2 separate regions of the Mus musculus genome follow, and region 2 is linked to region 1. The links are chromatin contacts, called in public Hi-C maps. All regions are on one chromosome and are shown on one strand. Each heading gives the region's core, a stretch centred on a gene start, on an enhancer-like site or on the middle of the called end of the contact. The rest is flanking DNA. Distances are from core to core; before and after follow the strand shown. Region 1 has its middle 26 kb from the start of Fry. Region 2 overlaps N4bp2l1 (NEDD4 binding protein 2-like 1).

Region 1 (6,574 bases), core at 739-3,238:
TTTAGGATTTTTTTATGGGGATTCTTTGCAGCCAAAACAAAGCAGTGTCCCTCTATCAGGACACTACTTGAGGACCTTCTCAGTCAAGAGTCACTCAAAACCAAATCTAAGGCCTTATGTATTTTGGACTAAGTGGTGTGAAAATGAACTCCAGGTTCAAATGCAGTCTGACTTGTGAGTCCCAGGTCTCGGCAGTAATTGCTTCTGTCTCCACAGTACCACGATCCCATACTTGTGTGTGTATGTGAGTGTATGTTTGTGCGTGTATGTGTGTTGTTTGTGTAAGAGTATGTGTTGTGTATAGGTGTATGAGTAAATATGTGTGCATGAATGTGTCTGTGTATGTGAGTGCTTGCATATATGTGTATTGTATGAGTGTGTGTGTGAGAATGTGTGTGTTGTGTATATGTATGAGTGTGTGTTGTGTATGTGTTTGAGTAGGTGTGTATTGTGTATGAGTGTGTGTGTGTGCGCGCGTGTGTGCATGCACGCGTGACCTTGGCTTGGACATAAAGCTGTTTTTCACATTCTTGAAACCTCAGCATGCAATGAAGGCATCAGGGCTGTCTCCATAGATATCTAACCTCATGATGCTGAACTGATTTGTCCATGGAGTGACCAAGGTTGCCAGAAGCAAGAGAAAAAGTTGTTCTGCCCTAACGTGGCCTTTGCTTGTGTCCCATTAGTTATGGCTATGGTGCCGCTTGTGTAAGTCCCAAGGGGTGGGGTCTGCAGTCCCCCTCTGCCTCTAGCAGGTCAGATGCCACTCTCAGCTAGGCTGGTGGGGGAGGCAGTCTAGGTTGAGCAGGATCCCAGTCTGGTTGGGAATGAGTGCCCGGGACACATCGCTTCTTCCCAGTGCTAAAGTCATCTCTCTGTGAGAGGAAAGAGAAGGCCTTCTCTGATGATCTTTAATGAAGCAGCTCTCTAAGACAGTCTTAGCTTGCTCATATTTCTTTATGGGGGTAGGTTTGAACACATACACTCCATTCAGGGTGAACCGAGGGTTATATAGTTTGGAGAAAGGTGTGAGAATATCCAGGGAAGAAAAAGGTCATTGGCTGAAGGCTACGGGTACTGAGATGCCTCATCTGCACGTGGAAGAGTTCAGGCGCTGAGCGATTTGACTGATTACTTGTGATCACCTGGTTGAGGCTTGCCTGGTTCCTTGCTCCCAGGCAAACATGGAACAGGGAGGGAGCTACCACACTCCTGCTGGTCTCAGGGTGAGATTCTAATCTCAGCTTTTGAGATTTCTGGAGTTTGGACATGCCCAACCTCACGTGTTCCATGCTAGTTCCTCTGGTGGCACAGTCCCCATGCCCTACAATAACAAGTCACTCAGACAGTCTCAGATTCCAGTAGATGAGTAAATTCTTCTTCCTGATACAAGGGTAATGTAAGTCAATATTGCAATGGAGATGCAAGCGGAGATGCTTTGTGACATCTGTGCTGCCAACCACTCTGGCCATAAATGCCATATCACAGAGGAAAGAGCGTCTTACCTAATAATAGCAGGATAAAATTTCCTCAAATAATATAGCTAGAATGGAGAAAAATAAATAAAACCAAAAAAAACTAAACAAACACACAAACAAATGCCTAGTACCCCGGGCTAGTGAGCATGTCCTTGCTAGAAATATCTTTCTAGAGTACAGAACTCTGTCTTCTATGGTATGGAGAAGGTCTGGCAGAATTGCCTATGTTTGGAGAAAAGGGCAGGACTCCACTGAGGAGACTGAATGAAGTCCAGATGAAAGGCAGGGAAGGCTCGAGGTGGGTGAGTGGGCAGGCCCTGGAATAACTAGGAAGGAGAGGATGCAACAGAGAGCTGAGGTTAGCACCAGGGAAAAGTGGTGTGTGTGTGTGTTTGTGTGTGTAATTTGATAACCGCCTGTACTGCTTTTCTACCGTTGGGCAACACTGTGTACTCACACAGTGGGAAGCCTGACCCTTTGCTCAAGGTCAGAACCAAGGCCTTGACCAACCTGAACTCTTCCCTAGAGGCTCTGGGAAGGCTGTTTCCTGGCTCACACCAAGTACTGCCAGTACTTACAAGAGGTGGTTCCTGTTATTGGCTATCACTTTGGATGTTGTAACCAAGTATCAACCGCGGGCTACGTGTCTTACACAATAAACAATTATTTTCTGGCCACTCTGAAGTGTGCCAGCCTAGTTAGGTATTATCAAGGTAGATGACGACTGTGTCACTGTCTAGTCACGTAACACAGAGAGAAACATGTAGAAGAAGATTCCTGCAGGCTCTTCTTTCTGAGGGCAGTAATTCTGAGACCCCGGGCTCCACCCCATGACGTCATCTAATCCTAGTGACCCTCCACAGGCCCCATCTCAAAACACCACCACTCTGGGGCTTGCCCCTTCAATACAAACTAGTTTGAGAAAGTACTGTTTGGTATCTGAGAGGCATTTCTTCCTTCTCTCATGGCACCTTCACCATGACAGCACAGGGGCATACCAAATCGGCCACCCCCGCCGCCCCGCTGCCCCGCCCCCCTCCCCTCCCCACCCCTCCCCTCCCCTCCCCGCTGCCCCGGGGCCTTGCATGTCTTTCCCCGGCAGAGGGCACTGTCTGTCTTTGGAGGCCCACCCGGATGGTTCCAGGTTGAAGTTCACTTCTGATGACTGATGTCAGCCAGGGGTGATGCTTCCCAGAGGTTAGGAGGCTGCGGTGGGGCATCTTTGGAAGACATTTCTGTGATTTCTGCGTACTGCATCGTCCCTTGTAATGAAAAAGTTAGACTCAAGGAGATTTCTTTGAAGATCTAATTTTATTGTGCAGCCGTATCACAGTATGGTTATCAGATGTAAAAGGCAGTAAGAAACCCCGCAGTAGTCATTCAGCCTTTTGAGGACGATGTCTGTCGTAAGGAAGGTGGACTAAGATCCAATAAGACAGGCTGGTGATGTTAGGTGGGTCAATGGCTTCAAGCATCTCTCTCCTTCTGTGCTAATTGCCGCCACTAGGTGTCACCATATGCAGCTGCAGAGACTATGAGTATGATTTGAAGAAGAGGTGAGCAGCTCCCCTTCCAGAATGTTCGGCTCCTCACCCATTGGGGAACTCAGAAGTCTGAGAATGATCACAGGAGAAAGGCGGACCTCCTCCACGGGTAGACAGTGCAGTCGCCTGGGGAAGGGGCTTATTGGCCTCACTGTTAACTTGGCTTTCAGACCCTGGCTGTATTCATTACACAAGTGAATAGACTGTAGATACAACTGGGAACCCGTGGGGCAGAGGACTTCTGGAGCCTGGGATGGAGGACCAAGGGGCCGCCCTTCAACTGTTCTTCAGCCTCAGAAAGGGAAGTCAAGTAAGAGGAAATAGTAGGAGAGCAACCCGTTTGCTATTTGTTGGTACTCTACCCAGGCAGATACTGTAGTAAGAAAAGCAAATCGAAAGGGGATGATGAACACTGCCTGGGCCCTGTGCAGTGTCCGCGAAGCTGGGCACAGCCCCGCCTGGCTGACCGCTCCCTGGTAGGGACCTATGTCCTGGGCAAACACCTGTTTCTCTGCTGGGGAGTTTCCACTCTGTCCAGAGCACAAACTCCTGAAGTATTCAAAGGTGTGTGCATTCTCTTCCCTAACAGAAGGGAAATATAATCTCTTTAATTCATATGTATGTATGTATGTATGTATGTGTGTGTATATATATATATACACATATATATGTATATATATATAAAACCTCTGGTCCCTGAAAGCTACTGGGGTGTCAGTTGGCCTTGGCTCATATCATCCACTCTGATTGGAAGGAACCATGGCCCACTGCTAAGCCTGGCAGGGAAAGAGTACACTTGGCTGCTTCAGAAGAAAAAACAGGCTCTGGGATGCAGGGGTAGGGAGGTGAACAGTATAAGGAATGTACCTCAAGCTCATGTGTGTGTGTGTGTGTCCATAATTATGCAAGGGAATATATACATATACCCATAATTATGTATAGAAATATATATATATATTTACATATATATATATATACATATATATATATATATATATATATTTGTCTTATAATCTGGTTATCCCCACTCAGTTGTGTGTCAGGCTCATGTGGATTACATCAGACTCAGAATATTTTTATGGTGGCAATGTGACTTTGCTAGCCAGGGTTTGCCAAGACATCATAGTGAGATGTGGTGTCTTTCAGGGAAGTGACTGAGCCTTCACCTATGTCAGTGATGTTTACCTGAGTCTTCTTTCAACTGCCTATTTCAGAGGTAGTATTGGTTTTTCCAAGTTCTGCATTCATAACTAGTCGATGGACCTGTCCCTTCCCCCCACCCCCGTTTGCAGCTCCATCATGATATTGCAGACAAGGGATGAGATCGTGTGTAGTCCTACCCACTGAGTACCAGGCCCCAGCACAGTGGTTCTCGACATTTCCAAGGCTGCAATCCCATAATTCAGTTCCTCCTTTTGTGGTTGATAAGTGAGCCAATTCAAGCCAAATTAAAGTATAAAGGCAGGTTTATTTGGGGCACCTCTCAGGCAAGTTCACTGACCACACAGGAGGGGCTGAGTGAAGCCATGCAGAGGGAGACAGGGGAAGGAAAAGAGAAAGAGAGAAAGCGTGCTCACAGATGGAGAAGAGAGAGGCAGCCACCAAAATGTCTCTGGGGAGTGGGGAGAAGCCCAGCCCCTGGGGTGTAAAATTCAGGACAGAGGGTGGGGTATGCCAGCATATCCTGTAACAAATAGGTAGGGACTGAGGGACCCGACGCTGGGAGAACCTGGAGGCCAGGTCCTCTTTGGTACGTAAATATGCACCTCAGCTGTTCTTCCCAAGTCTGAATGCCAACAGTGATGATTCCCCAACCAGAAAATTATTTTCCTTTCTATTTCAGAACTGTAACTTTGCTACTGTCATGAATTGTAATGTAAATAACTGATATGCAGGATGTCTGACATATGATCCCAGAGAGGTTGAGACCCACAGGTGGAAGACCACTGCCCTAGCAGATGCTGTTATGGAAATAACTATGACTATAAATATATTTGAAATTAAATTTGCTCCTTACTGTATCAACAAAGCCTAAACACTATTTATCCTTCAAGTTCCCAAGGCATATTCTGATAAAGGATCAATCTTAAGAAATGCTGCCGGGCAGTGGTGATGCACACCTTTAATCCCAGCACTTGGGAGGCAGAGGCAGACAGATTTCTGAGTTCGAGGCCAGCCTGGTCTACAGAGTGAGTTCCAGGACAGCCAGAGCTACACAGAGAAACCCTGTCCCGAAAAATAAAAATAAAAAATAAAAAGAAAGAAAGAAATGTTGTGTTTTGCTACCTGGCAGAAGTTTTCTGAGTTCTGGTTCCTGGGGAGGGGAAGGGGGAGGGGGAGGGGGAGGGGCAGTCCATCATCAGGCCACTCCACGGGTCCTTGCTTTGCTTCTCTCAAATTGCCCCGGGATTGGCAGACTCTGTGCCATGTGGGTGCTGGGAATTGAACCTGGGTCTTCTGCAAGAGTAGCTAGTGCCCTTAACTGTTGAGCCATCTCTCCAGCCCCTTGAGATATAATCTTCATCCTTTAAAATAAATTATTTGCAGAGCGGGGCCCAGGGGAAAATTTGCTTCTTGGTCTTAATTCTGCTTTATTTCTGTATCCCCTTGTAGACTCCCTCTTCCCTCTGAGAATGTGGCTTACACAGTTGGGCTTGAAAACATAGTTTATCCAATCTCAGGAAAAGTGGCAGTAGCTCGGTGACAGAGTGACCCAGTTACATGCAAGAGCCTGCTGAGTGTCTCCACCTGGTAGCCACAGGGACGATCAGGTGTCGCTTCAGAAAGGAACATCGGGCCAGGATCTTGTCCATTTCAGAGAGGCCAAACTCACATGTACTGAGTCTTCAAAAGGGCCACCAGTGAGAACAGCTTGTCTTTCTTAAACTCTGTGAAATTTTTTTTTGTTTTCTATTAAGGGAAAAAAAAAACCCTAAAATTGTATTTGCTTCTCAAAAGAAATGTGTTTCCTACTTCAGAGATAGGGTTAAGAAGACAAAGAAAGAAGAGTTAAAATTATTTTAGCTGCTCATATGTTTGGGGACTTGCACTGTCCTTTTCTTCCCAGTAAAAGTTGTTTTTAGCTGCAAGTTTTGTTCAGATAACTTTTCTAACTGTATGCCCAGCCATCATGTTCTTACATGACCTTCTTAAAATTCCATGGATGCCCATGTGACTCAGCTCCTACCGAATCCTCCCTGTGTATACCCTAAAGCCTAAAATTATATACCACAAAAGAATCTGTGTGTAGAATACTCACTTAAGAGGAAAGTTTCTTCTTTCATATTTTATATAATGAGGCTCTTGAAATGTTTGTTTGTGTGATCATCATGTGTGTGTAAGTGTGTGTGTGTGTGTGTGTATGTGCCTATGCACCATATGTGTTAGTACCAGCAGAAGCCACAAGAGGGCAGTAGATTCTCCTAGCACTGGAGTTATAGATGGTTGTGAGAGGCCATGTGGCTACTGGGACCAGGACCCAGGTCTTCTGCAAGAGCATCCAGTGCTTTTCACTGCTGATCCATCTCTGCAGCCCCTGACAGATAAGAACAG
Region 2 (5,777 bases), core at 341-2,840, 350 kb after region 1:
TAGAGAGGGGAGTTAAGATCTGCAGGAAAGAATCTCAAAAGAGATGCTTCAGTTTGGGGTTACATCATATCTGAGCAGGCACTATCAAATCAGATAGTGACTGAGTCGGTACCAAACAGCCTCCTTGTAATAAACAAAAACAAAACCCAAAAAACCCAAACCAGAGAAACTTAATATCTGGCGATGCATGCCCTGCATCCCAACAGATTCTGCCGCTGAGTGGAATCCACCCCTACAGCTGTGTGGAAAGTGAAACGGGCAGGAAGACAAAGAGCAGAGCAGGTGGAGACACCGCGAATGCCCTGTTAGCTTCTGCTCTCAGCAGCGCTAGAGGTGGGTTATTTTAACTCAGCAAGAATATGGAGCTGAAGAGCTGGGCTACACCCTCAAGCCTCCACTGCAGCCACCATGAACCCATCTGTCTGAGCTTGTCTTCTCAACTCTAAGACACGGAGGACAATGCGAAGGACTGGAGGGACAGCACTTTGTAAACGGTGAGGTGCTCAGCAAACCTGAGGGTCAGTAGTAACTTACCCAGCCCAGCCTGCCAGCAGGACCCAGGCTTAGTACACATGAGCGTGGGGGCTTTCTAGGAGTTGCAGTGGATGTGAGAGGGCAAAGGGTAAGAGCTTCCGCTCTGACATGTCAGTACATACACAATCCAGAGACAGAAAACAAGCATCTCTACCTGCATTCTTCAGAGGGCCTGACAGCAGAGTTGGGGAAAAAAACGACAAAGTAAATGCATTTTGTTACAGTCTGTGGTGGCACACGGGGCCACCTTGATTTTTAACAGCAACCTGACTGTCCTTGGTAGACTTGTGAGAACAAGTAGGCATATATTTCATTTTATTGTTTATCTATTTGTGCACTATCTGCACATGGACCCATGGAGTCCAGAAGAGGGCCATCAGATCTCCTGGAGCTGGAATTATAGGCAGTTGCACACCACCTTGTGGGTGCTGGCAACCAAGAGGTTGCCAGATGATCCATCTCTTCAGCTCGGAGATAAAAATTTCCATATCAAAGGACTAGGAGCAATTAGCCAACTTATTAAACCCTGATTTCCAGACACCAAGTGTTACACAAAGTGTTAAGGCACAAAACCTAAAGTTTTTCAAAACTGGATTCCCTGGCTAAGGGACCGGTCCTCCTGCAGTTTGTGTGACCCACGTAGGACAAGCTGTACTGACAAAACACAAACAATTTGGGCCAGAAACATTAACAGTTTGATAAGCGAGACATTGCAAAAGAGATAACATTTGACTTGGACCTTGAGGGTTGAAGAACTTTTACCTCTTGTGAAAGGGGATAAGAGAAGGCAGGAGCGACACACCCTGAGTGAATAAATAAAAGCACAGACCGTTTTGTTGCAGTAAGTCATCAGAAATGCTGCACGCAAAGTTTTAAGAGGAATTTGGCAAGCTGGAACCAATCCAAAGTGTGACCACAAACCATGGAAACCATGCCGCAGATCATCTAAGTGGACAGGTTTATGGTAAAGACACTAAGAACAGTTCATGGCAGTTCTCACATACAGAAAGTCTGTTTATGGAAGGGGGAGGAAACTGGCTTGGGAGTCACAGTGTCAACTGAGTCAGCCCAAGAGTTCTGATCTTGCTGGGTGTCCTTCACACACACAGGGTGCAGAGTCTAGATAAGCCTCCTGTGAGCTTCTGGTGGGCTGGCTTTGACTGGCTCTGAGTCTCCAGGCCCCTGGGCAGGAGGGCAGGAGTGGACACCATACTGCGTCAGGCAAAGTAAATTAGTCTCCTCTCGTGAACTGGCATGATAGAAATCAGTTTCAAGTTCTTGAAGGAATTGGGAACACAGGAAATATGGCAATGCTCAGTCACCCATGGGTATAGAGAGTGGTGGGAGATGGGAGAAGTCACCAGAGGGTAGAGGAGGACAAAGGTTTGGTCTCCACAGAGAAGGTTCACTGAGCTTGACCACACAGCTGAAAAGGTCAAACCCCACAACCAAGCCCCGATCTCCAACACAAACAGTGACAGAAGCCCCGAAGACTGAGGGCATAGTTCGAGAAGCCATTTCAAAGATGGGTATTTTAAATTTTGCTGAGTGATAATTGGTCAACACTCTCAAGTGTCGGGTTATTTCATAAATATGACTTGTTCTAATAAAATCTATCATTCAAATGGAAGTCATTTCCCCTGCCTCTCTCCTGTGTGCTAAGTGACTGACTGTTGAAACCAAGGCTTATTTTCTTCTGTACTCCCCATCTACTGTCCCTTCTAGACTGGGTCTGGTTTGTTGAGCCTTTTCAGAGATGTTTCTCTTTCCATGTGTAATCCTTACGGACTCATTTTTGGCTCTTGGTGGCTTACGCTATGGACAGAAATTTATGTTTTTAAGGTTTTCTCCAGGTGGACTTCAAGACATGCTGTTTGCTGCACACTTTATTCGCTTCTTAGTCCCTTCTAGACAACACACAAAACAGAACATTGCTGGCCTTTCTGACTTCGATGTTTTACTCAGAGTAAAACCGCTCAGGCCCACCACCGGGCCTTATGGGCTCTCCATTCCTGAGACACATGTGACCATGGGCTCCACAGTCCTCCCTGCAAACTAGCAGAGTGCACATCACCAGTGTGGTGACAGTCTGCTTTTTCCTTTGGTCTGTCGCTTTAATTTTTTTTTTCTTACTTGTACCTGGATGTCAAATTAGCACCAAAGGCCATAGCAACATCTTGAAAATTCAAGACAGTAGAAACACTAGCGAAGCAGAGGTGATTAAGTGACAGTATTTCAACTGTAAAACTTAAGTGTGAGCAATAAATACCATTGCACCAGCATCAGGGATGAGGCATGTGCCTCAGCGCTAACCTTCTCTATGGTGGTCAGGAACCTCATGGGTTAGGGCAATTGAGCAAATGAAAAAACAGAAGAATGGAAAGAAAATAGACAATGACTTCCACGTAGCTTCCCCTCCTCCGCTGCCCTTCTCCCAATTCACTAAAATTACGAGAGGGACTCCAGTGCTAATTCGTATTTCATAACTTACTCTCAATACGATCAGAACTATGGCATGGTGGGTATCTGTCAGCTGAGGACCTGCTGGCTAGGAAGTCTCCCTTGTACCCCTGACTTTACATTTTCAGACATGTGTTGGTAGATCCCTATTCAGGACCCAGCTTGGGCGATTACCCACCATAGTCCTGCACAGCAAACATCATCTCAGTAAGCTCTCCCTAGAACTGAATTGTTTGGGTCAGGAGTTAAAAAGATCCACACATCCTCTCTGGCCACCGTATGTTACACTTCATTTCCTCTGCTTTTCCCTTCTTTAGGTTGCACCTTTACCTTTTTTTTTTTTCTGCCCACAACTTCTATTTAGAAAATGTTGAAATTTATATACAAATGGGGAAGATGCAGAACAATGTACACTGCTTTCCCTCTGTCTGCAGTCACTAGATTGTCATATTTGGTCTCAATTATTCTGTCTCTTCTATTCAAGGCTCTTTACTCCTGGGTTCCTGCCAACATTCTTCTAGGTGAACACGATGTTTGAGTTCATGTCATAAAGATTTCAAAATTTTCTCACAGTCTCAAATTTGAAATTACTTTAATTGATTTTATATTTAAATATTTAAAAATTTCTCTTACAGTTCCCCAAACGATCTTCATTCATTCCAAGTGCTATCTTTGGTAATTACATGCGTTTGGTGTCTTTCATCTAAAACTGTCCCCATGTCTGTCTGTCTCTGTCTCTCTCTCTCTCTCCCCCTGCTCCCCGGAAGAGTCCAGATGAGTCTCCGGTTGTTTGCTCAGGATTGGGTCCAGACTAAACCTTGTTGGGAGGGTGTTATGGAGGAGAGATGTTGTTCCTGATCTCATGTGACACCCACCCACTGTGCCCATGCAGACACTTGGCTAAAAGTCGGGGTCATGGAGTCTTCCACTGTGAGATAAGCTCATTGACTGGCTTAGTGATGATGCTAATGTGTGAACCCGGGACCATGTGACTGCCCTGGCTTCCAGCAGTCTTCCCTGTGCATATGACCTCAAGGTCCCGCAAGTCTTATGTTTCTCATTTGAAACTCTTGTCATGTCTTAATAAGAGCCTCCTCACTTCTCTTTTCATCGTCTTCATCTTATTTGTTTATTTGTTCATTGCTATGTAGCTCAAACTACTTTTGCCTCAGCTTCTCAAGTGCTGGGGTTGCAGGCATGCACTACCATACCCAGACCACCCTATACTTCAGCTTGCTTGCTTGCTACAGTAGCTCTAACAGGCTTAAAAATTCACTATGCAGACCAGGATGGCCTCATAGTCATGGCTAATCCTCCTGCCTCTGTCTCCCAATCACTGGGATTCCAGGCATGAAGCACTGTATCCCGTCCTCTCATTGTTCTTTACGATGTTCCAGCTGTCCCAAATTTAGTTGGTGATACACCCCAAACTGGCTCCTCTTATGAAAATGAGGCTCCAGCTTGTGAAAAGTATCATTTTTTCCTAATTAGCAAAGATACACATTGAAACATTAAAGGAGGGGTCGGGGAGATTGGAGGTTGGGGGGTGAGGAATAAGGGTAGGCTCCTGTATTCCTCCAACTAAAAATAATTTCTAACATTTGGTCTTATATAGAAGAAAATCTTTAAATCCTCTATTAATTTTGTGTGTTTATGCACATGTGTGAGGTCAGAGGACAAGTGTCAGGGGTCGTTTCTCTCCCGTCACCATTTTGGTTCCAGGATCAAACTAGGGCCATAAGGCTTGGTGGCTAGTGCCATCACCTAGCACAAAGTTTTTTGCTTGTTTCCTCACTTGCTTGCTCATTTCATTTCTAAGACAGTCTTACTAGGTCGTCTTCACTGGCCAGGAACTCAGAGAGATCAGCCTGCCTCTGTCTCCCAGGTGCCAGCATTAAAGGCAGGTGCCAGCACATTCAGACTACATCTTTAAAATTTTCACCTCTTGTGTAAAACCAGGAATGTGATATAAACCATACCAAGTTTTTGCTGGCAGTTTTTTTTTTTTTCATAATAAATTGTTTCTCACCCTATGGGATTATTTGTGTGTGTATGTGTGTGACATTTCAATGCCCGGCAGCTTACACTTGTGCACAGAGATGCGTCACAGTTTACCTAAGAATTGCCTCTTGACTACCCAGTGTGTTAGTCCTCAGCTGGAAATTTAGCTTATCAAATGCTACTTTCCTATATGTTAGAACAATGGCTTTTGACATTATTTACCGGAATCTGTAGATAATAAAGGTTAAGTCTGTACAAATGTAGCCCTGCCTCATAGAGCTTCTTTTATCTTCAAACCATGCCTTTGATGGACATCAGAAAGGTCTTTCGCACCCCAAGGTTATGTCATCGTGTCTATATTCTAGAACATGTTCCTCCTCTGTCCATCTGAAATTTTACTTATACACAGTACTGGTTAAGGATCTAACTTATTTTTTACTAGGACCCTGCTTGTTCCCAAACTGTTGCGTAAGTATCTTACCCTTTCCCATCATTTTGAAATACTTTCTCCACTGTACCAAATGACTGCACATAGTTAGAGCTGTCATGGGACTTCATCATTTTGTTCCTATGTTTGGATCAATCTTCTTGCCTTCTTTACTAGTGTTTTCATTACATTTAGTGGTGTGGATATTCCCTTTATAAAATTAATACTTTTACTTTTTAATTGTTGTTGTTGCAGAAGTGTCTCTGAACAATGTCAATGAAAAACATCTCCTCCTTGCTCCATTATGGTTTCAGTGACTTTCCCAGAGTGGTCAGCAGGAAACAAAGACCTTGGT

The links. Hi-C and Micro-C count contacts between places; a contact is called where the count stands out from the background.
Region 2: a contact with region 1 is called in a Hi-C map of liver, with 2.7 times the contacts expected there. The contact joins two enhancer-like sites. A contact is called at or near these places in 2 of 484 Hi-C or Micro-C datasets (liver and nephron progenitors).

What each region holds. Positions count from the first base shown.
Region 1 is chr5:150,230,368-150,236,941 of GRCm38.p6, forward strand. It overlaps a transcript of Fry not described here. Among named protein-coding and RNA genes, the nearest start is that of Fry, 26 kb to the right of the region's middle. Within about 2 kb of position 1,989, at least 46 of the 459 cell types and tissues checked have an H3K27ac peak or open chromatin away from gene starts, as enhancers often do. A contact at or near this core is called in liver, where this site is marked.
Region 2 is chr5:150,577,446-150,583,222 of GRCm38.p6, forward strand. All of the region lies in intron 1 of N4bp2l1 (NEDD4 binding protein 2-like 1), which reads right to left. Among named protein-coding and RNA genes, the nearest start is that of N4bp2l1, 14 kb to the right of the region's middle. Within about 2 kb of position 1,591, at least 42 of the 459 cell types and tissues checked have an H3K27ac peak or open chromatin away from gene starts, as enhancers often do. A contact at or near this core is called in liver, where this site is marked.